Regions from separate parts of the Mus musculus genome. Here all the other regions are linked to region 4. A link is a contact called in public Hi-C data. All regions are on one chromosome and are shown on one strand. The core of a region is the stretch at or near the end of the contact, and the rest is flanking DNA. Distances in the headings are between cores, read along the strand shown.

What was found. A called contact is a pair of places that touch in the nucleus more often than the background predicts.
Region 1: a Hi-C map of CD8 T cells shows a contact between it and region 4, with 4 times the contacts expected there. The contact joins the promoter of Foxj2 here to the promoter of 4933440N22Rik in region 4. A contact is called at or near these places in 5 of 484 Hi-C or Micro-C datasets (B cells, CD4 T cells, CD8 T cells and 1 more).
Region 2: a contact with region 4 is called in a Hi-C map of B cells, with 6 read pairs. The contact joins the promoter of Ogg1 here to the promoter of 4933440N22Rik in region 4. A contact is called at or near these places in 1 of 39 promoter capture datasets (pre-B cells) and 1 of 484 Hi-C or Micro-C datasets (B cells).
Region 3: a contact with region 4 is called in a Hi-C map of myocytes, with 6 times the contacts expected there. The contact joins the promoter of Creld1 here to the promoter of 4933440N22Rik in region 4.
Region 5: a contact with region 4 is called in a Hi-C map of erythroblasts, with 5 times the contacts expected there. The contact joins the promoter of Tatdn2 here to the promoter of 4933440N22Rik in region 4.

Annotation. Positions count from the first base shown.
Region 1 is chr6:122,818,923-122,821,622 of GRCm38.p6, reverse strand. Foxj2 (forkhead box J2) reads right to left here and starts at 1,439. Exons shown (of 11, transcript NM_021899.3): 1 at 653-1,439.
Region 2 is chr6:113,325,699-113,328,398 of GRCm38.p6, reverse strand. It overlaps Ogg1 (8-oxoguanine DNA-glycosylase 1), which reads right to left and starts at 1,423. Exons shown (of 7, transcript NM_010957.4): 1 at 1,037-1,423; 2 at 1-34. The coding sequence starts at 1,173.
Region 3 is chr6:113,481,971-113,484,670 of GRCm38.p6, reverse strand. Creld1 (cysteine-rich with EGF-like domains 1) reads right to left here and starts at 1,315. Exons shown (of 10, transcript NM_133930.2): 1 at 595-1,315; 2 at 94-176. The coding sequence starts at 768. It overlaps Il17rc (interleukin 17 receptor C), which reads right to left. Exons shown (of 18, transcript NM_178942.1): 17 at 2,293-2,388; 18 at 1,508-2,174. The coding sequence ends at 1,552.
Region 4 is chr6:117,906,760-117,909,459 of GRCm38.p6, reverse strand. It overlaps 4933440N22Rik, which reads left to right and starts at 1,255. Exons shown (of 2, transcript XM_017321877.1): 1 at 1,255-1,356; 2 at 1,619-2,700. The coding sequence starts at 1,255. The coding sequence ends at 2,350. Hnrnpf (heterogeneous nuclear ribonucleoprotein F) reads right to left here and starts at 2,678. Exons shown (of 4, transcript NM_133834.2): 1 at 2,621-2,678.
Region 5 is chr6:113,695,685-113,698,384 of GRCm38.p6, reverse strand. It overlaps Tatdn2 (TatD DNase domain containing 2), which reads right to left and starts at 1,335. Exons shown (of 8, transcript NM_001347356.1): 1 at 784-1,335; 2 at 268-678. The coding sequence starts at 672.

The sequences.
Region 1 (2,700 bases), core at 190-2,689, 4.9 Mb before region 4:
CAGCCCACCAAGGTGCATTGCCCTGACAGTTCCTTCTCATTCCAGGACATGTGCATTCGCATTTCCCTTTGGATTTTACACAGAGAGGCAGATATCCAGCCTGAAGTAGGGTTGTCAAAAGGGGCCTCCCTCCTGGTATCCAAGACAGAGTGGGCGGGGACCTGTCGCCAGTCAGGCAAGCAGTCATTGTAATAGACTGGAAAGAAGACGTCTGTTGAATATTAAACTGACTTAGGCATGCCCTGGACGATACAATACAATCCATAAAATGCCCCCACGACTGCAGGTCATTTACTGCAGGTCCAGTCACCAGAGGACAAGACCCAAAGATGGACAGTGCTGTGGGATTCTGACTGTGCTGTGTCCTGAGTTACTAACACCATGGCGTCCTGAAAACGCACCTGTTGTCTGTTCTCAGTCCAAAGCATCAACTTCTCTAGGGGCTGCAAATGACCCAACCCTTTGGACTCCAAAATCTTAAAAGGCCATTTCTCAGAGTCTCTGAAGCAACATGTGGGTTCCAGTGCAAAAGTTCCATCGGAAGACATTTCCCAGGGGTCTTTCTTCTTCCCTTCGAATGAACCCTAAGCTCCACCATTTCCGCTCCCCACACCTCCTGGTGTCTAAAGACTACAGAACGGAAAGCACTAACCTGTCTCCAAGGCTCCCCCCGCCGCTGGAGGAAACCACCTGGTACAGAAGTTTGAGGTTGCAGGGATTCCCCTCTTCAGAGGCAGGTGACAGGTGGCATCCTCAGTGACTCTTCCAGTGCCTGGCGGAGCCTCCCAGGCTGGAGCAGGGAACTGAGTCCCCTGAGGAAGAGGAGTCGAAGGAGGAGGAGGGGGAGAGGGAGGACCTACCTGGGGAAGATGGCACACCCCCCACCCCCTGCCTGCTACCCTAGGGAGGAGGGGAGGAGCCTCTCCCAGCCAGGAGTTGTCTCCTCCCCTTTGGGGGAATCCCCCTCCCCCCCCAAACTGGATCTTTCAGGGGCTGAGGGCTCTTTCTGTCAGTTGGAGATCTGAGTGGAGGGGCTCTGCCCCGGTCCACTGTCTAGGTGCACGGAAGTTGAGGGGCGAGGTCTTCTACTCTCCAGCAAACTGGAACCAATTCCTGGCGGTTCCCTGGAGGGTCCTGGCTTGTGCGTATCAGGACGCCTCTCCGCGGTGAGTCCCGGGTGGGATGCGGGGTGCCTACTCCACAGGCATGGCTCCCTTTCTCTCTGCCTCAAAAGTCCCAAACTGTCTGGAGTGCGCTGAGGCGTGAGGGAGGTCTCACTCCGGGTCCTTCAGGTCTCACTACCCTTCCCGACTTCTGGGGGTCTCCGCTGGAGCCACCGTGGGAGGGACAGCCGCGTGCCCTGCGGCGATCTCTTCTGGCTGTCCGGGGAGTAGGGAGGGTCCTCCCTCCCAAGGGAGAGGGAGCAGGTCCCGGCACAGGGTGTCCCGAGGGTGGGGTCCTCGCACTCCGGCTCCCGCCCGCCTGGCCGGCCGGCCTGGACAGCAGGGTCCCGGAGGCCGCGGTCCGGGCTCCCGTCACCCGCTGCCGGGCGGCAGCGCCTCCCGGGTCACGTCCCCCGTCCGCCGCGCTTCCCGGAGCGTGGGGCTCCCCGCGCTGCCACCTCTGAGGCTCCGACCGGTCGGGGCAGCCAGGAGCCGGCAGGCGGACGGAGCGCGTCGGGGCTCGGCTCGGGCTCGGCTCAGCTCCGCTGCAGGCCCCGGCTCCTCCCCGGCCTCGGCGCCGCGCTCCGCGCCCCTCCCCCTCCCGCCGCCGCGGCCGCCGCCTCCCGGCGCGGGTTAAGGAGGAGCGCGGAGCCCCGCAGCCCACGGGTCGCCGACCCTCCGTCCCGGGCACTGGCGATGCCAGCGTCCACGCTAAGGGCCACACACACCTCTCATTGTGCTGTGGTCTACGCCTAAGACAAGTATTCCCAGTTTTCTCAGAAACGCATTTGATGGCTCCTCTCTTTCTCTTCCAGACAGCTTATAAAGGGTTATAGGGCCGGGCGTGAAGTTAAAGTTTACTCTTATCCTGGAGGTCAGTGAAAGATTGGATCGAGGATGTATAAAAAGATAAATGAGTCTGTTATAGAGAAATGAGCATCGGGAAATGGGGTCTTGTGTTAGTTTCGGCTCTGCAAACTTGTGCAAGGCCCTAGTTTCTGGAAGCATAGCCTGTGAAGAAGGGACTATGATACTCTGGCCTGCCTACTAATATGGATGTCGCAGTCACCAAAGGAAATGATTTACGAGTTGCTTTTTAAAATGGTCTAGTACACAAAGGGTTCAAAGCATGATTATTCATTTCCCTTATAAAATGTCATTTTTTTTTACCTTTGTGCTAAAGTCAAGTGACATTTCTATAGACTATGTTATCCTGAGTGCCACAGGGAGATAGAATGGGCTCTCAGCACATCCCTCTACTTCTTACAGAATAATCTCCATCCTGGGACAGGAAATAGAACCAGGTTAGCCCATCTCTTACCTCCCCAGTCATGCTATTCCAGTACAAACTCTTAGGTATATCACCCTCTGGCTTACTTTTCTCCAATTGTGTTCTATTATAAAATGATAAGACAAAAGAAATTGTTCACTTGATATTTGAATTGCTCAAAAAGATGACAGTTTGATGACTCCCTGTAGAAAGAGATGTCATTTGTCTTCTGGCTAAATATATGCCTACTGCCATTTACTTACATTC
Region 2 (2,700 bases), core at 174-2,673, 4.6 Mb after region 4:
GCCACTCCAGTGAGCAGGGCTCTGCTCCTTCCACCTGGGCACCCCAACAGACAACCCTAGCATCGTTACCCATCTTGAACTCGTTAAGGTCCTTTCTGTTTTACAAATGTCCCACCTGTAAACTGACTAATTAGTTATAAATAAAAGTGGTATGTCTTCTTTCTTTTTCTTTCTTTCTTTTCTTTCTTTTTCCCCGAGACAGGGTTTCTCTGTGTAGCCCTGGCTGACCTGGAACTCACTCTGTAGACCAGGCTGGCCTCAAACTCAGAAATCTGCCTGCCTCTGCCTGCCAAGTGCTGGGATTAAAGGCATGTGCCACCACTGCCCGGCTAGTTTTCTTTCTTTCTTTCTTTTTTAAGATTTATTTATTTATTTATTTATTTATATGTAAGGACACTGTCCCTGTCTTCAGACACACCAGAACAGGGCATCAGATCTCATTATGGATGGTTGTGAGCCACCATATGGTTGCTTGGAATTAAACTCAGGACCTCCAAAAGAGCAGTCAGTGCTCTTAACCACTGAGCCATCTCTCCAGCCGCCCCCCCCCCCCCCCCCGCTAGTTTTCATCTTTTTGTTTGTTTGTTTTTTCGAGACAGGGTTTCTCTGTATAGCCCTGGCTGTCCTGGAACTCACTTTGTAGACCAGGCTGGCCTCAAACTCAGAAATCCACCTGCCTCTGCCTCCCGAGTGCTGGGATTAAAGGCGTGTGCCACCACCCCCGGTGTAGTTTTCATCTTAAAAATAAAAAAGAAGCGGTACTGGGGATTGAACCAAGAGCCAAGTGCGTGAAAAGCAAGCACTCTTATTACTGAGTGCATCCCTCAGCTTCCCCCACTGATTTTTATTGCATGGTCCTCATAATCCTGCACAGTCATCACCTCTACTTCCTAAAGAAGGTTAAAAGGCAAACCACCGGTGCTTAGACTCCAAAATGTACTCTCATCTATTGCTCCCAACATTCTCTGTATCCCGAGTGGGCAGCACTGAGAAGTCAACATCCTAGGGAACAGTCCTCCCAAGTGCAGTCACTCACCGGAAGGACTGTCCAGAAGCTAAAACCAAGTCCAGACGCAGCTCAGAGCGTGGACACGGGATAGAGGCCCAGAGGGCCGGGCTGGAGCTTAGGGTGCGATGTCTCATGCTGCTAGGCAGCCAGGAACGGAATAACATTCGGCTAGCAGCCCCAGCCCATTACGGCACTGTCCAATCAGAACTCGACTTTCCCAAGTCCTAAAGCCTCGCACACAAGTGACCACACACACCGGGAGTGTAGCACCGTGGGTCCTAGCTTATGGGTCCGGTGTAATTTTAATTTGAGTCCCTGTTGAATGAATTTCCCTCTCCTCGTAGGAAAGCCTCTCGCACACCACCAAACCCCTAAACGCCCCACTCCGCTCTCCCGTGCAGCACGCCCCGCCTCTTCCTCCGGACGTGGCCCCGCCCCCAGGACCTCCCGGCGCGCGCCTCCTCCTCCTGCGCAGCCCTCGAGGTTTGGAAAGGCGCGCCAGTATGGTTCTTCCGGGTCCCAGTTTACTCCCACCGGAAGTAGATCCTTGCTCCCGCTTATTTGACCCTAGAGGTAGCCAATCCGAGAAGAAAGTACGAAGCACCAATGAGAACTCGGGAGTGCCGGAGTGGGCGGGCCTGTGAGGTGGGAGCGGTTGGCCTGCTGGCCTCGCTGCTTGGCGATTGGCTGCCAGAGACCCGGCTCTGCCATTTCAGGGCTTTCGGTGCAATCTCAGGGCCTGCCTGCAACTTCTCGTGCTGGCCCGCACTGGAGCCACATCATTGCGGGGCGTAGTGGTACACACCGGTCGTCCCAGAACTCGGTAGGCAGAGGCGGGAGGCACGTTTGAAGCTTAACTAGGCTGGGCTTCATGGCGAGACTCTGTCTCAAGAAATAAACCGAAAGAATCTCATCCTCCCCTGCTCAAGCCTTTCTCCACCGAGCCTCTTCTGAGGCAGTGATTTTTCAGCGCTGTCCCCTCCACGTCTTGTCAGGAGGCCCCGAATGCGCCATCTCGGGCTTCCCAGGCTTCAGAGGCCAGTCTCAGGTTTGCTCGCCCTGGCTACAGCCTGCGGCACAGCTACCCGCTCCAGTCCGAGCGTGGAGAGATGGGCTTTCTTTGGAGTTCACTCCGTCCAAATGCCAGTGTGTGGCTCTAGGCAGCCTAAGGGACCAACACAACCAGCACCAGCCACCTTGTTCCAAAAAGGACTATATCATTTATAATTTTTTAAGACAAAAAAAGAATGCTTAGGCTAAGAAATATGAACTTCAGCCGGGCAGTTATGGCGCATGACTTTAATCCCAGCACTTTGGGAGGCAGAGGCAGGCAGATTTCTGAGTTTGAGGCCAGCCTGGTCTACAGAGTGAGTTCTAGGACAGCCAGGGCAACACAGAGAAACCCTGTCTCCAAAAACAAACAAAAAAAGAAAAGAAAAAAAGAAAGAAAGAAACATGAACTTCGGACACTAGTTTGACACACTAGGGCATTTTCCATCAAGCAGAGAAATTTTCGGGTTGTGCCTAAATTATTGGACTACAGACTCAAGGGCAGGGCTGGATGCTGATTAGTGTGTGTGTGTGTGTGTCTACAGAAAGGCACAGCACACCTGCTAGAACACTATTAACCAACATCAAACAAACTGGGTCTTTTGTCTCAGTTTCATTAAGCAGTAGCTGTAAGGCTCTCA
Region 3 (2,700 bases), core at 66-2,565, 4.4 Mb after region 4:
ATCTGGGGAGCGAAATGCTTCCGCAGAGAATCTATCCAACATCATCAACAGAAACCCAGAGTTGGGGTAGATACCCTGCCCCCACCTTCTTACCTGTCTTTGTATTTGGACAACTTCTCTTCCTCCCAGGCCGTGTTTCCACCCCCGAAGTTGTCCCGGATGGTTCTCTCCAGGCCCTGCATATGGAAGAAATTAGGAATATCTAAGTACAGAGCTAGACACATTCATTTGGATTTTTTATTAGTTTGTTTTTTGTTTTGTTGTTGTTTCTGAAACAAGGTTTCTCTGCATAGTCCTGGCTGTCCTGGAACTTGGTCTGTAGACCAGGATGCCCTGGAACTCAGAGATCCACCTGCCTCTGCCTCCCCAGTGCTGGGACTAAAGGAATGTGCCGGCACTCCCGGCCTAACATTCTAACATTTCATTATTTTATGTTATTGACCAGAAAACTGAGGCACTGTGACACACCTTACCCAAATGCCATACAGTTAAAGCCAGCAACCCACACTGGGACTAGACACCATGCAGATTTGCAGAGAGAGCTCCCTGCTCTCCAATAATGGGCCCCTCCCTCGTGGCTATTAGTGCACCCACCTTGTTGAAGTTGTCCACCAGTGCCCGGCAGGTATGACACGGATGGGGCTCAGCTCGGGGAGAAGGATGGGGAGGAGGAGAGGGTTGGAGCCAGACAGGTCCTGGGAGGCTCAGAAACAGGCTCAAGCACCAGAGCAGAGATGGGACCAGGCCCCTTGGGGGCAGTGGAGCCATCTTTTCCCAGGCTGGGGACGTGCAGATAGAGGGCAGGGGGAGGGTTCACTGGAGAAGCCAGGCTGTAAGGGAGGAAAGCGAGGCGCCTTGGGGCTCAGAGCCCCAGACCTACGTAATTACAAAACGAGGATAAACTGGGGTAGTGGAAGCAGAGGCGCTGGAAGGGGTGAAAGAGCCTAATCTACGATTCCAGCAGAGAAATTATTTCTCCGTTACCGTAGGGGGAGGTGGCCGGGATCGCGGGCAAAAGAATAAGCGTCAGCCCATTGTTTTAGGGTCTCAGTGAGTTATTAGGGGCCAAAATTAGAGAGAGGGTTGGATCCCAAAATATTCCGAGAGAAAGGCGGATGGGCGGTCCTGGAGGAGGAGCCCGGATCCGGATATGAAGAGAAGGGGTCAAGTTCAGAGCCTCTTTGGGAGATGGAGGCACAGCCTGAAACAGGACTGGGAGGATCCAAACCCTGCTAGACCTTAGAGGAGGAGGGAAAAAAAAAAAAAAAAAGTCCCCGCCTCCGCCCCGGGCGCTGTGGGCCGAGTCGCCTCAAAGCCACCGCCTCCGTAAAAAGTACACCCTTCTTCAACGCCGCAGTCCGGAGGGCGGGGCCTTCTCCCAGCCAATTATGGAAAGCCATGTGCCATGGCGTCACCCTACACTAGCCAACCAGAAGCGGCTCCGGGCTGCACCTGTCCGGGCTTTAAAGGGCAGCGGGGTTAAAGGCTCTGTTAGCGGGTCCTCGGAACAGATACACGAGTGCTACTTGGTTAGGAATACTGTATCGGCTTTTATTCTAGTGTAGTGCAGGGTCCCAGGTCCCATTCCTCGCAGCAGCCTGGGGCTTCCGAGCTAGAAGTACAGCTGTCCAGGGCGGACCGCAGCGCCTGGGTCACTCGTTCCACCCGGTCCGCGGGTCGCCCCGCGGAAGTGGAGCAGCCTCCCTGCAGTGCATCCAGGAAAGCCGGCAGCTGCGAGGGCAGGGAGAAGAGCGGGGCGACGCGGAACGGGGAGGGCACAGAGTCTGGGTGCAGCAGCCCGTCGAAGTAGACCCCGACGTAGCGGCCGGTCGCCCGGCCTTGCAGGAAATCGGGTAGCACGCAGCTGAGCCAGGCGGCGAGGGCGTCATGCGGCCCGGGCTCCACTGTCTGGAGCTGCAGCCACTGCTGACACTGCGCCACGGCCGCGGGCGAGAAGAGAAGGATTACCACGCCACCCTCCTGCAGGATACGGCGTCGCTGGTGGTGGAACCAGGCTAGGGCTCCGTGCGCGCTCAGCTCGCGGCGGCTCCACAGGTCCACGGCCACGCGCAGTGGCATCTGGCTCAACGCGGACGCCAGTGCTCCCACCAGACGCTCGTAGCCCGCTCCGTCGGCGGAGTGGAGGAGCAAGGCCGTGCGGGAGCCACGGGCCGCTACAGGGATAGTGGAGCCTGTGAGGGTGAGCCCGGACCTGCCTTCCCTCCACCCAATTGAGCCCCAGCGCCACTGTTTGAGACTGTCCTTGGGAAACCAGGACAGGAAAGCACTCACCTTTCCTGCGGTCCTTTTTTAGAAGGAGGAAGAAGAAAAGCGCCGCAGCCAAGAGTAGGCAGGCCAGCCATACTAGGACCCAGCGCCTGTGGATGTCTGGAATAGACAGGGGAAAATAATGGGCTAGTAAGAAACCTTTATCTTTTACTCCACCTTATCGGAGGAGAAAAAAAATGAGTCTATATACATGAAGTGATCTGCCCCAAAGTCGCATTTGTCAGAGCCCACGCACTGAAAAAGCTCCATGTGTCTCTGTGACCTGCCTCCGTTTCCATGCCTGTAAATATGGACAACAGCATCAAGTGCATTCAGATTGCAGCTGATATTGCCCCTGAAGCCTAGGGTTACAGGCCCTTAATTTTGCTGTCTTGCATGATTGCAATAGCCCCTATCTTTCCGCTTACAGTC
Region 4 (2,700 bases), core at 6-2,505:
CAAAGAGAACCCTGTCTTGAAAATCCAAAAAGAACAAAATAACCCCCCCCCCAAACAAAACCAAACATCTCAAAAGTACAAAATACAGCCAGGCGTGGTAGTGTACACCTTTAATCCCAGCAATTGGGAGGCAGAGGTGGGCGGATTTCTGACTTCCAGGCCAGCCTGATCTAGAAAGTGAGTTCCAGGACAGCCACAGCCAGGGCTATACAGAGAAACCGTGTCTCGAAAAACAAAAGAAAGCTGTTACACACACACACACCCCCTTGTATTAGCTGTGCTTCGTGATACATGCCTTTAATGCCAGCAATTCACAGCACTATGGAAGCAAAAGTAGGTGTGTTGCTTGAGTTTGAAGCCAGCCTTATCTAAATATACAGTAATTTTGCGCCAAGGCGTAATATAATAGTTAGACCCTACCTCAAGAAACAAGTAATCACTTTTGCATTTACTTTTAGATCCAGTGTGCCCAGGCCTTCCTTCAAATCAAACCATGAATCTTTTTTAAAAATTACTACAAAAACGGGCATAATACAGACAGAATGGGGCTGACAAAGCGTGCCTAAAGCCTGCCATGCCCAGTAACTACTAATGGGGTGTGGTCGAGTTAGTACTCCAATCTAGAGGTGGAGCTGAGTGATCTGGAATTCAAGGTCATCCTCTGTGGCTACATAATGATTTGTAACTTAAAAAAAAAAAAAAAGGCTGGTAAGACTAATGGCAACACGAGGGAGATAAGAAAAGCAGAAAGTTCAAAATTTAAGTCAGGATTTGGTCTGTAAGACTGTTCTCAACTGAGATCTACCTCCGAGCGCTGAGCGCAAAAGCATGCATAGCCACCCGGCGTACTCAAAAGTACTTCGACATTGTTCAATGGGCTAACGCACTTTTTGCCAGACCTTAGCTACCTGCGCTCAGTCTGAATACACAGATGGAAGAACTGAACCACGTTTTGACCTCCACTCCGCAGCACGAAGGGAAGAAAGACTTAAGTATTAACTATTTCCAGATATCGTCTGTCTTGTTCAACTAGAAGAATTAAATATTTAAACCACCCCCTGGACAGAGCGATAGATCATTGTGACAGGGACCCTCAATTCAATCCCAAGGACCCAGTGCTGGAAAAATCCATTTCTTCACCTTATCCCCTCACCTCCACGCACAAATAAACATTAAAGGAAACCGACTAAAATAAGCCCAAAAGTTCCGTAAACAAAACTGCCCAGGTTCAGGAGACCGATCCCGCACAGCCACATGGCGGCCACCCGCGCTCGCTCGCCCGCTTACTCCGCAGCCCGACTTGCAGGTAGGAAAGAGGCCCATTTGTTTGTTCCCGGACTGGCAGGGGCAGAAAAGGTCGCTGGGTGGGAGTCTTAGGGCACATGGGGCTGCCTCTCCGATCCCGCCGGGTCGGGAAGGCTCCGGAGAGCACGCGCCGAGGGAAGGCCGAGCGGGCCCACCTCAACTTTTCCCAGACACGTGAGGCTCCACAAACACAGCACAAAAGTGCTCGTAACTGCGGCTAAGGCCGACTAACCCACCTAGGCAAAGACTCCGCACCCCACACGCTAACACGATACCTCTGGGGGACGGGACCGGCGCAGACCGGTGCTCCTAGCTCCCGGGCCGCCACGAGGAGGAAGCGAGGCGCTCGGCTTCGCTCGGGCCGGGCGTGGGCGGTGGGCGGAGCCGTCCCGCCCAGTCTTGTGAAACTCCGGGCGCCTCGGGCCACGTGAGCGCCCGCTCGTCTTTCTCCAAACTACAACCACCGCCCGGGCCTGCCGGGGGGCCGCTGACAGAGCGTAAGCCGCGGTGGGTGAGAAGCGCTCCACCCTCACCCCCCCCCCCAATATCCCGCCGAGGAAGCCGCGCCTGCGGGCGGGGTGGGGGGGCGGCTCTGAGGAAAGCCGCGCTTTCTCCGGGCGGGCGTGGGCCGCGGCTGCGGTCTCCCAGGCCCTCCGCACACCTCAGCCCAGAGGCCCGGCCCTACCGACCGGACTCCAGCCCTCAGTCCCCGCTCCCCCGACCGCACACCTCGGCCACGCGGCCCAATCCCCGTCGAAAATGCGCTGAACTTCGGCTCCCGACCCCAAACCCCGGCCACGCGGTCCCCAGCTCCGTGGGCAGCCTCCGCACGGCTATGGCTGTGCGGCGGCCACCTCGGCCCCGTTCCTTCCGAGTCCGGATCCCACGCCCGCCATCCAACGCCCGCCGGGCCCAGGCGCCAGCACACCCCGCCGGCGGCCCTCACCTCCGGCTTCTCGGCTCCACGCTCCCACTCACATCCGGACCTCGCCGGCCCTCAGAGCACCTAGAGGAGGGTGGAACCCCGGGGACTTGGCAGTTGTAGCTGAGGCAGTTGAGGCTTGTTTACTGTCACCATGGAAACCCCCACAGGCGCGCTCGCGGGACGGCCTCAGCGGGGCGAGTCAACCGCGCGGCCGGCCTGCTCCTCAACTCCCGCCTGCCGAGCGCCAGCGGCGCCTCCGGAAGCCCTCCTGATCCCCGGTCCGCTCCCCGCTCGGCCCACGCCCCGAGCACCCGGAAACAGTAGCCCGGGGAGCCCACTTTCCCTTCCCACAGCCGGCGTGACCGCGGGCTGGCCTTCCCCGAACCCCACCTTCAGGAAGACGAGGCGCAGTCCTCCTTCCACGACGGAGCCGGAAGGATGCAAGACGGTGATGGGGCGGAGCCTCAGGC
Region 5 (2,700 bases), core at 86-2,585, 4.2 Mb after region 4:
AAACTATCTATAATCACTCTCTCTGGGATGGCAGACCACAACCATTATCAGGCTTTCCTAGTAGTTCCAAATGCCACCAAGTTTGAAAACCCCCTCCATACTGAGCTCTACCCCTCAACACCCTCCCCCTCGCCCCCCCCCACACACACACCAGGCCCTCCACAGGAAAGATCTAATTTTTATTCTCTTCCCACCAAATGTCTTCTCTCCACCCCTCAAACCACGTGCAAGGGACTTCACTGTTTGCCAGACGTCGCTGCCACGTACCTTAACGCTACAAGCTTCCTTCCGTAGAGAAGCCATTTCTTCTAGAGAGGAGTGGGCAGGGTGCAGAGGGGACCCCTTGGACGTAAATAGTCTCCGAGGGCTCGCAATCAGGAAGCCAGGGGAAGCGGCCTCACCCACACCTGAGCCCGAAGAGAGAGAGGACGAAGAAGAGGAAGAGGAGGTGCGACGGCGGACTGAGCTCCGAGGAGCGCGGGCCACATCGTCCCCGCGCCGGACTTTCAGACGCTGGGGGCTGCTGGCCCCTCGAGGACGCGACGCACACCTGCGACCTGGCCGGCTGGAGGGGGCCACATTGCCGGGCTCCCGGGGGCGGCTGCGCTTGCTGGGACACCCTTCCGACGTGCTGCCCCAGTGATACTTGACCTTGCGCCGCTCCGACGCCATGGGCACCTGCCAGGGACAGAGGAACGACGATTGTAGCAGCAGCCTTGGCGGCTGCTCGCCTCACACCGCCGGGAAGCCGCTAGGGCAACGGCGGGAATCGGCCCCACTGACCTTTCCCGTTCCTGTCGTCTGCCCATTCCAGTGCTACGGGCTTCGGGGACGCCACAGCGCTCCGAGAAGCGTCCGCGGGCCGAGCGCCGAGCCCGAACAACGCGCAGCCCAAGTCCGCGAGCGCGGCTGTCAACAGCGCGCCACTCCCGAGACGCCGAGGCGCTTCCGGCGCGGCGCGGCGCGGTGCAGCGGTCTGCCTTCCGAAGCCCTGCGCGGGGGGCCGAGCGCGTGCGGAGCCGCCTTTTGGGCCGCACGCGCCCGCAGGCCCCGGACGCCAAGGGCGGGCCGCGGGCGGGGTGGCCGCTCGCCTCCCGCCGCCCCGTCCCGCCCCGGGCCTGAGGGAGCCACTGGCCTCCGGAGCCGCGCGCCGGAAGTCACCTCCGCTCCTCCAGCTGACCCGGCCCAGCGCCGCACCGCGCCCTCATCCAAGGCCTCGGCCCCGCCGCCTACTTCGCAACCTCGGCGTCAGCTCCGCGGAACCTGCCCAGCGGCCGGCGGCCGGCGTGCGGCAGGGGCGGAGCCGGCGTCAGGGACGGCGCCGATTGCTCCAACGGGAGAGGGGCGTGACTTCGGGCAAGACGGAGCGCGCCTGTTGGTCCGACGTTCTGGGGCGTGCCCCTACGCCTCACGAAGCTCTGTGGTTGGTTGGGAGCGATATGTGGCGGAGCTTCTCACGTGGCCCTGGATCCGCGCGAAGGGCCTGCTGGGGACGCCCGGGAGCCGAAAATACCGATGGAGGGTAACTTGGCGGGCCTCTTGGTACCGGACGCGCGTGCCAAACATTGTCACTCACTCACCTACTCACCCATCCCCCCTCCCCCTTTTTTTTTTTTTTTTAAAAAAAACAACGCAGGAAACTGTGGCTCGATAAAAACCAAGCGACACACCCAGAAAGTGACGGAATTGGGGTTAGCAGGCACAAGCCATACACACACAAAAAACAGAACCAGGCCTGCCGGATAGACCTGTAAAACCAACTGCTCAGGAAGAAGAGGCAGGACGATTGACAAAGTCCAGCCTAGACGTTTTAGAACCTGACTACAACTAAAAAAATTTTAATAGCGGGGGGTGGGGAGAACAGAGAGGTGCCTGAAGCAGCCATAGTAGCTCACATTGGTAATTCCATTTGGGTCGCTGAGGCTGGGGAACTGCTGAGTTCGAAGCCAGTTTGGGATAGCTAATGAGTTCCGATCAACCTAGGCTTCCGAGTGAGATCAAAAGAAAAGAAAAAAAAAGAGAGAGAGAGAGAAAGAAAAGAAGAGATATAACCCCACATCAAGAGAGCCGTAGGACAGAGGATCCAGAGTTCAAGGTCACCTCCTAACTTCTTGAGACCCTGTTTCAAACCTTCCCACACCAACCCCAGAAAAGGTAATGATTGCAGCTCAATAGCAGAGCACTTACAGGAGAAGCAAGCTTTTGATCCTAATCACCAAATTACCCAGGTGTCACACAAGTCTGTAAGTAATCGCAGCCCTCTGGAGGTGTTGGAGGGGAGGGTCAGGAATTCCAGACCAGCCTGTGACACTTAAAATGCCCCCGCCCCCCAGAACCAAAACAGTAAAGAAAAGAGTTTGTCCTACTACTTCATTCCCAGACTGCTCTTGGCCAACAGCTGTGGTGGCAAGAACTAAAGGCTCTCCACACTCAGCTGGCCTTCACTTTTTTTTTTTTTTTTAATTACCCAATGCAGGAGCCAAACCCATGGAATAGCACCTCCCATACTCAGAGTCTTCTGTCTTCAGTTCATCCTCTCGGTAAACTCCCTCCTAGTCACAGCCAGAGCATATCTAACTCCTAGAGGGTTGTTAACCCAAGTTCACAGTGAAGGTTAACCATCCCAGAAGCCATCTCTATTTGTTTGTGGGGTTTTTCTTTTTTTTTTGGGGGGGGGGGTGTCGTTTTGTTGTTTTGGTT